3 separate regions of the Mus musculus genome follow, and all the other regions are linked to region 3. The links are chromatin contacts, called in public Hi-C maps. All regions are on one chromosome and are shown on one strand. Each heading gives the region's core, a stretch centred on a gene start, on an enhancer-like site or on the middle of the called end of the contact. The rest is flanking DNA. Distances are from core to core; before and after follow the strand shown.

What was found. A called contact is a pair of places that touch in the nucleus more often than the background predicts.
Region 1: a Hi-C map of uterus shows a contact between it and region 3, with 2.9 times the contacts expected there. The contact joins two enhancer-like sites. A contact is called at or near these places in 2 of 484 Hi-C or Micro-C datasets (nephron progenitors and uterus) and 2 of 115 datasets of contacts at active chromatin or transcription factors (cardiomyocytes and embryonic stem cells).
Region 2: a Hi-C map of uterus shows a contact between it and region 3, with 4 times the contacts expected there. The contact joins two enhancer-like sites. A contact is called at or near these places in 4 of 39 promoter capture datasets (cranial neural crest, frontonasal cranial neural crest, hippocampal neurons and 1 more), 6 of 484 Hi-C or Micro-C datasets (epidermal suprabasal cells, nephron progenitors and uterus) and 1 of 115 datasets of contacts at active chromatin or transcription factors (embryonic stem cells).

The regions. Positions count from the first base shown.
Region 1 is chr3:102,525,190-102,528,062 of GRCm38.p6, reverse strand. No RefSeq gene overlaps it. Among named protein-coding and RNA genes, the nearest start is that of Gm46818, 21 kb to the right of the region's middle. Within about 2 kb of position 1,417, at least 48 of the 459 cell types and tissues checked have an H3K27ac peak or open chromatin away from gene starts, as enhancers often do. A contact at or near this core is called in uterus, where this site is marked.
Region 2 is chr3:102,443,916-102,447,059 of GRCm38.p6, reverse strand. No RefSeq gene overlaps it. Among named protein-coding and RNA genes, the nearest start is that of Ngf, 24 kb to the left of the region's middle. Within about 2 kb of position 1,354, at least 8 of the 459 cell types and tissues checked have an H3K27ac peak or open chromatin away from gene starts, as enhancers often do. A contact at or near this core is called in uterus, where this site is marked.
Region 3 is chr3:102,308,887-102,312,064 of GRCm38.p6, reverse strand. No RefSeq gene overlaps it. Among named protein-coding and RNA genes, the nearest start is that of A230001M10Rik, 48 kb to the right of the region's middle. Within about 2 kb of position 1,569, at least 56 of the 459 cell types and tissues checked have an H3K27ac peak or open chromatin away from gene starts, as enhancers often do. A contact at or near this core is called in uterus, where this site is marked.

The DNA of each region.
Region 1 (2,873 bases), core at 168-2,667, 220 kb before region 3:
TGTGACCAAGTCTTTTTTTTCCCTCCAAGTAGGATCATTCTTAGTGCTATGTGGTCGGTTCTGTTTCTCTTTCACCTGTCCCATACTGTTCCCTACAACCTGCTCTATCTCCAGTTCTCCTTGTTGGAGTTCCCACTTTGGGGGAACTTGTTTATCACTCTCACTACCATATTCTTCCTGGTATGCAATTGGTCAGATGGGCTCCCTTCCGACTTCTCCATTTCCAGGACAAGAGCTGACCTCTGAGGACCAGGGCCAGGAGATTTAAGATTAGATTCCCCAGGACTGCTACTTAACTCTAACTTAGACTCTAAGAATCAAGGAAAATGAGCCTCATCAAAGTTCTTAGCTGAGAGCTGAGGACCAGCACACTGAGAGACCAGGCATGGTCCCAGTCCTGGCTGTTCAGAGTATGGACCATAGAGCAACAGCACTGGCATCCCTGGGGGTGTTTGGAATGTAGAAGCTCAGCTCCCAGCCCCCAATTACCATATTAGACCTCTGGGTGCTTCTGGTGAGCATAAAATCTGGAATAGTATATCTCAGAGAGCCAGAGGCAAGGTCAAGGGCCTAGTCAGGCTTGCTAGAGGAATTAGTCCACAATAATGTTGAGAATGAGAGCAAGTGAGTAGCAAGCAAGGAAAGACATGGGGGAGGGGGGGGGAGGCTGGGTCGATTACTGCCAACACCAGAACACCAGGGATGCCTGAGGCTGTCTTCATGTGCCGTGGGCCTGTGGCTATGTGGTCTGTAAGTATATCCTGACTGTAAAAAGGTCTTGAATCCTCCAGTCAGCTTTCTATGAGACTGGGACCCATCTTTCTCTTCTCTCTACCCCAGACCTGTCATGGCACCTCATAGCTCACCGACAGGTATTCATTCTTTGTTGAACTGGATAGGGTCCTCCAGGACCCCGCTAGTCATATATTTTGAGTTTATTGTGCTAGACAATCATCTCTGATTCTGCATCTCCCTCGGGAATCTCCAGCACAGGGCAAAGCAAAGCAAGACACCCTTCTGGGTCAGAGCAGATCCAGCACCGTATCCCTTGAGAATTCGGCCAGTGCCCCAAAAGCACTCGTGACAATTGAACCGCTAGTGTACAGTTTCTGCAAAGAAAGGCTAATGAACCTGCTAGCTCCCATAATGTCCGTCTGAAAAGTCAGTGCCCAGATGCCAAATTCAGAGCTGAACTTTGTACAGACAGGGTGGGCAGCTACCTCGAGGCTTTGGGAGCAGGCTCCACACACAGCAGCCTCCAACTGGCAAGAGTTAATGCTAAGGTGCAGCTGCAGGAATGTGAAGCTGGAGAGCTAGCTCGGGGAATTGCTATTGCAATCAGAGGACAGCCCAAGTCAGAGTTCCAAAGCCCTTTGAAGGGGTGCCAGCTCGGACACATGTTTCCAATTCTCATATGCAATCTCGAGGCAGTGTGCAAGCTGCACTTTCATTATGTCAAAGTGAAAGGAATGGTGGTGGTGGTAGGGGGGGCAGGGTGAAGAGAAAGGGGAGAGGCTGCCAGGCTGGAGACCACGCTCTGCTGTGGCACCAAATGTGCCCAGGCGCAGAGTAAACCCCCAACACAAGTCTATCCTGGAGGTGTGTGGCACCTCTTCTGAGAGCCTTTGTTTTCCTTTCTCGTTCTGAGGACAGAGAGCCAGCTGACACCACCATAGGACGCCCAGTCTCTAGGAAACTTGTCCATCTCTTTGGTATTTGCTCTGGCCACAGATAAGATTCTATGGAAACCATACAGGGATGTCCATTGTTGCGTTCAGCCACAGGCTTGCGGGTTATTTCCGAAGTTTTTCCGAAGTTTGTGTTTTTCCACGAGGAGATGGTTCCGCTGTTTGATGTTACTCAGAAGGAGGCACGAGAACAGACAGTTTTCCCTTCTCTCTGTTGGGTGTTGCTTCCTTTTTCATTCGGAACTAAGCCCTAACCCAGGAGATTATTTCCCTCAACTTTGTTTTCCAAACACGGTTCCAGAAATTTTCCTTGAGGAATTCTCCCAGACTTACCCCTTCCACATCATTGCCTCTTAGGACTGGTGCTTGTAATTTGAAATGACGATTTGGCTGATCCGTGTGCTACTCTGTGTTTTTAAGTCAGTTTACAGAAGCATGGGGAGGTAGAATGTGTACTTCTGGTTGCTTCTTAGCTCTCAAGAGCTATTTACACACACATGCACACTCCCATACTTATACATACAGTCTCTGTTTATGATCTGTCTTTACATATTTTATTTACATGTAGATTATGCATTTGTGGCTGTGTATTTACCCGTTTTATATATAGTAATTGATGCTGGATTACATGGTTTGCAAGACAACAGTTTCCATGTAAGAGAAGTGACATTCAGAGAGACAAGGACCCTCTCAGCACCATTCAATCTTGATTGGCTAGCAGTGAAGCCAGGCTTGGGCTCTGACGGTCCCATCACAATCCTCATAACATCTCCCTCTGAAAGCCAATCAGATGTCTCCCATGCTGTGCACTTAGGAAATGTCACTCAGAGTATTATTTCACTTATTGCTCACCTAGGGAATATGTAGGGGAGAGGTGACAGGGTGGGACTAGTGGCTGTGAGGGTAAAGACAAGAACTAAGCTTTGCCTTACCTGCCCTGAGACACTGCTGAAACACACGCTTGCCTGCTGCCTGCAAGATTGGCTCCAGGTATGGAAGAGAAGATGGAATCCACCACTGACACTAGGAAGCAGCCTGGGTTGAAGGAGTCTCCTCAGGCTGCTGCTGTGGTTAGTTAAGTCTGGCCAACTTTAGCCTCGGGACCCCACTATGAGCCTCCTATGCAAGACCAGAAGAACTCTAGGGAGGTCAGAGCTCTTTAGTACAAATCCAAATGAAACTCAG
Region 2 (3,144 bases), core at 105-2,604, 140 kb before region 3:
TGGTTAAAATCACATCACCCTAGGCCATTGTGGACACTGCAGCTCTTGGTGTTCCACAGAAGCCCTGGACTGGAACCTGCACGGGCCTTTTAATACACGGCTGGGAAAAAGAGAAAAGAATGTTCCCAGTGCTTTTCCCATTCCCTCTCTTACCAAGAAGACCTCAGATGAAGGGGGAGGGGAGTGTCATACCAGAGGCAAGTCTGCAGTGAGAATCTCTGAGTCTATTTTCGGCTAGGACCATCTGGACACAAATCAAGAATCTAATTTCCCCCACTACTTTCTTTTCCCCCTTGTACTTTAGCTGACTCTGGGAGCATGGAGCCTGAAACCAAGTCTGGACCACAGAATTCCATTAAAATATAAAGAATAAATAGAAATAAATATCACTGAGTTCCATGGATTATTACCCTCATCAAGTGGAGGCCAGTCCTACGGCAGTCAGAGGCCTGCAGCCCTCCCTCCTTCTAGCATCTTCTGGAACCTTCCAGAAAAAGTATAGAGAAAGGCAAGTTAAGACTCTCAGCTCTTTCTGGGGATGTTTTGTTCCTCCACCAGTGGGTGGTATGTGCTGCTAGCTGCAGGACCAAGGAGCTGAAGTAACATCCATGCAATAGCTATTATACCACCCCACTGAGGACCCAAATACATCAAGAGAATGCGCTGCACCTGTCAATCCTGGAAACTCCTTCAGTACTGCAGCATCACACACATGACAAAGACCCTTGAAGAAGCCTGAAATCTTACCCAGTGGTGGCTTGAACCTCTTCCACGTGGCCATCAGCCTGAACCACAAATACAGGGGGTGAGAACAGGACAAGAGAATCATTCTAGACAATGGTGGAGTTCCTTTTAAAGTTCGTAATGATAGAGTGCTTCAGCTCCACAGTGAAGTACAGGGTGTTCTAGGCTCAATCTTCCATGAAAAAAGAAAAAAAAAAAAAAGAACGTACTTACTCTGGAATCTGGACATTGGCAACTTAGATTTATGTTGTATCAGCTCAGCTAGCAGAACCAGACCAAGATGAAAGTGAAGGCTCTGTGGCTTGTGGTTGTAAGAGAATGTTGTTCAGAAGAGCTAAGGCTGGGGTAATCTCCAATGTTGTCCTCAATGTTGGATGCATGGGTCTTCCTTGTGCACCTGAAATATTGCATTTGGGCTTACTGTATGCCAGCTTTCCTGTGGCTGTCTTGGGCACAATGCCTTCTTCAGTCTGAGTGAAGGGCTTTAGGGAGCTCTTTGTCTGACTGAGTCTCTTAGAAGGCAAGGAGCCAGCTGGAACCCTGGTGGCCTCCAGCTGCCAGCAGGACAGATGTGTCAAGTCAGGTTTACGAGAGAAGTTTTCCCAGACCGTTATGTCCAAACTTCTGTCCATCCTGCTGTAACCTCTCCAGATAGATGGATGAAAAACAGATCAGTCCAGCCTTGGACCAGAGTTGCATAGATAAGAATACGAAGAAGAAACAAATAGTTTATCATTTGATATTTTTTCCCACTCCAGCAGAATTATCAGGGGTTGAAGAATTACCAGTGGTTGAAGAGAGCTGGAAGAATGTAGTCTCTGAAGGACAGTCGAGGTGATAACTAGCAAGTGACTATGGGGGTAATTGCTCGGGGAAACGTTACCAGGATCCTTCATGACTGACTGGACCTGGGACCTTCTCAATATAGAAATGACCATAAAAAGAAAGCAGATAGATTCCCAGGCAGAAAAGTGACCTCTCCTCTGAATTCCACGCTTGGAAAAATACTTATTTAAAGGAGGGGGGAAAGTCTACATAGGAAACTCTGGCTTCTTCAGACAGACTTGGCCTATGAACATGGCAGAAACAGAGCCCAAGACTATGTCTGCAGAGATGCCTCTGCCAGGTGGGAGTCCATTGGCACTTCTGAGCTTCCTGGACCTAAGAGTGACATCTACCCCATGTGTGCAAAGAAATTTATTTTGTATGCATGATGTGAGAAGAATTATATTAACAAGATTTCAAACAATGCTTTAAAGATATTTTGAGTCATGTCTGCTCATCCGTCTAGGCTAGAAGATAGAACTGAGATGCGTCCACTGAGACCAGCTCTGTAGGCTACGTGCCAACTTGGGTTTCTTCTCTTCCCTTCAAAAGAACGAAGAAATCACACTTAAAATTTTACTTTTGAGACAGGATCTTACTAGATAATCCAGACTTCAGCTTCAGACTCACTTTAGAGCCCAAGTTGGCCATGAAATCATGATCCTCCTGCCTCAGACTTTCAATAACTGGGACTGCGGATTCACCCCACCGTATTCGGCTGGTTTTCTCTCTGAAGGGCAGGCCAGGGTGGGAAATGGCTTGCCCGCAGTTCAGTCAGGAGGAAAAGGTGTTGCTGCAAAAACAAAAACAATTACAAAACAAACAAAAAACAAAAACAAAACAAAATAAACAAATATCTTGCTGGCTAATTTTTTACCTTCTTTTTAAAATTAGGTATTTATTTAATTTACATTTCCAATGCTATCCCAAAAGTCCCCCATATGCTCTTCCACCCACTCTCCCACCCACCCACTCCCACTTCTAAGCCCTGACATTCTCCTCTACTGAGGAAGATAAAGTTTGCACGACCAATGGACCCCTCTTTCCACTGATGGCCTACTAGGCCATCTTCTGATGCATATGCAGCTAGAGACACGAGCTCTGGGGGGGTACTGGGTAATTCATATTGTTGTTCCACCTATAGGGTTGCAGATCCCTATAGCTCCTTGGTTACTTTCTCTAGCTCCTCCATTGGAGGCCCTGTGATCCATCCAATAGCTGACTGAGCATCCACTTCTGTGTTTGCTAGGCCCTGGTATAGTCTCACAAGAGACAGCTATATTTGGATCCTTTCAGCAAAATCTTGCTAGTGTGTGCAATGGTGTAGCATTTGGAAGCTGATTATGGGATGGATCCCCGGATATGGCAGTCTCTAGATGGTCCATCCTTTCGTCTCAGCTCCAAACTGTGTCTCTGTAACTCCTTCCATAGGTGTTTTGTTCCCAATTCTAAGAAGGGGCAAAGTGTCCACACTTTGGTCTTCGTTCTTCTTGAGTTTCATGTGTTCAGCAAATTGTATCTTATATCTTGGATATTCTAAGTGTCTGGGCTAATATCCACTTATCAGTGAGTACA
Region 3 (3,178 bases), core at 320-2,819:
GAACCACGTGTATGCAGCGGAAAATACTTTCAGGTCATTCGTTTCGATTTATGAATCTGTTTGGCAGCCTTTGTTCTACTCTCTCGCATGAGACTCTGCCAAGTTTATAAATACTTCCTCTGAATGACAATAAATTTGGTCTCCCCTAATCTTTCTCCCCATAGATAAAATCTCATTGAGGTTGGAATAGCACTAACACTCAACAGTAACTGCTTTCTTGCTTGATTTCAACACCCGAAGCAAATGAATCTGAGGGCCTCCTATGTCTGAGGTCACAGGCTGCTTGCCTCCAGGACTCTTGCCTGTCTGTATCCTGACAGTTGGAAGCTCACGCGCTTGGATAACTGCCTCTCATGCTGTTTTGTTTTATGAAGTCAAGACCATTGATAAAACGCAGACAGTTTGCAGAAAGAGCCTAGAGAAGGTCATTCCTCTGGACCCTTGGCTGCACCTTCTCTGACAACAGATGAATTCACCAGATGTATCAGAAGCGGCCCTCTTTTCCTCGTGCAAGATGAGCGTGCCCTTTGTTTGATGAGCCTTGAAGAGCTTAAAGGTAAGGAAGCATAATTATATATCATCTCGATCTCGTTTTTCTCCTTAATTCTTTCTTTATTACTTCTGCAACTTGCCAGGTGCTTAACATAGAGGCAGACACACAAGACTTCTAAAAGGCACTTGCCTATCAACACTGCTATCAAACTTGCAGTTGGCTTGCCTCTATCCCATATCTACTCAACTCCAGAAAACTCACTCAGCCACTTAGTAACTGTCTAAAGAAGTGCTTGGTGCAGGTTATAACCTGAATTGATAATTAACCAATCAATCTTTTTTTTTTTTTAAAGCACAGTGAAAAATCACTATGCTTGCTGCCAGTAAGCATGGGGAAAAATAATACACCTTTGAATCCTGTTTTCTTTCCCTGCAAGTTTGATAGCAGTGTTGATAGGCAAGTGCCTTTTAGAAGTCTTGTGTGTCTGCCTCTATGTTAAGCACCTGGCAAAATATGAATGCAGAGAGAGAAAACCTGTAGCCATGTAGAGGAGAAATAGACAAAGCAGAGGCCAGAGGTCCCAGGGCCAGACACATAGCCCAGTGGGACCCCCAGGGCAGATTTTTTCCTTTCTCTTTTCTCTCCCTTCTTTTCCTCTGCTTCTGTTTCCTCTTCCTTTCTGCTTTTCACCACCCCCAATGTGGAATACATTCGTCAATGCTCTCTACAGCTATGTTTTCTTTTTAAAGATTACTGTTACACCCTAATAACATTGACTAATATATATTTTTTAATTCGGAATTTGTACAATTTCGGTGCCAATTAATAATTATATAAAAATTCCATTTACTTCTTGGGTCATTGGCCTGTAACGTCCACAGGTCTTGACAGGTTTAAATTGAACTGGAAAAGAAACCTTCCTTGTTTTAGGATGCCTCACAGCTGCGATGATTTAGAGAGTTCCCGCTCTTCTTCCCTTTTGCCCCTCCCCCTCTCTGGTTACTCACACTCAGCTGTGTCACCCTAGTGACCAATGAGCAAGGAATCTGCCATAGGTTCCTTGGGGAAGGAATGACTCACAGTAATCCACCTCCCTCCTGACAAGCCACCTGTGACTCCCTCTGCCAAGGGCTGGGGCAGGGCTCTGTACACAATGTGGTCCCCGCTCCATCAAGGCTGCTTGATTGATAGAGAGCCAGGTGGCCGCCAGGCTGGCCCCATGTAAGCCCGCAGGAAAGATACACCAGCGAGGTTCAGAGTCCCAGAGGTGGCCTTCGGGAGTCCAGCATGAGCTAACCCCGTAGGCTCGTAAATTGTCCCCAGATCTGAATTTAAACCTTCTCCGGGCAGAGAAACTTTGAGCTTCTCACTCCGAGTTTCGGGCACGTTATTTTCATCTACGGATAAAAGATAATAAAAGGTAACACTGCCCATTTAATGGATTTCTTGAGAGCATCCAGGACGCAGTATCCAGAAAGTTCCTAGAGGATGGGATAAGAGTAAGGAGAATGGAGGCAGACAGGGACCAACTCCTGGGTTCATCTAGAGTAGTATGGGAGAGCAGAGTCCAGCCAGCCCTCGTATCAAAGAGAAATATCTTGCTTCCAACAATGGTTGTTTCCTGCTCTTGCTGACTACACAGCACCACCTAGGGGCGGAGCACGCTTGGAGCCGACCAAGGTCCCGCAAGGAACGTTAACCCCACAGAAAGCCTTTGCCTCTTTTGGACTTCCCAGTCTCCACGGCTCCTCTTGCCTCTGCTCTCTCTTCCCTGGCCCATGTCCTTTCCCACCCAATCCTCGTTTCTTCTCATCCTCTTTCCCTAATGCACTGTTTTTCACACAGGGGTCCTCAGGGCTTTGAACTGAATGTAAATCTGTGGGAAGTCAGATAACATCCATTCTCAAACAGCCCTAACCCTCTTCTTACACTCCCTGCGATTGACTTCTTTTAGATGGCACCAAGGATTGCCATGGTTACATTGTCCTTGGGCTGGGACAGGGACCTCTAGTGCTGTGGACAGTAGGGCCTGGGGATTTCCACTTCGGTCAGCGAGAGTGCAATGAGATGGGTCACTCTCAGGTCATATCTCTATCCCAGGAGCCTATTTTTCCTAGTGGGAATCCTTACTCTCTGACTAAACTTAGATGGAAGAACAGAGTTGGAGAGTTGGCTCTGTGGTTGATAGAGTTAGTTATTTTTACAGATGACCTGGGGCTCTGTTTCTCAGCTCCTACATGGCAGCTCACAGCTGTGTGTAACTCCATGGTATCCAATACCCTCTTCTGACATCAATAAGTGCAGTATATACCTATGGTACACATACACACATTCAGGCAGTGCACTTATTGCAAACAATAATTTTAAAATTTTTATATAGAGATGTATATGCATGCATATATGTATACATATACATACACATATATACACATATGTACACATATATGCATACATATATACATATACATGAACACAAAAAAATAGAAGAGTGAAGGGTTATTTTGGCTAAGTCTACATTTTATGAGACTTTCCAATTTCAACCATTATTCTAGAAACTGTGACATATATACAGGGCTGAAGTATTTGTTTTAAAACACATTTATGGGCTTGAGAGATAGCTCAGAGGCTAAGAGTATTGTCTCCTCTTCCAGAGGTCCTGAGTTCAATTGCCAACAATCACATGGT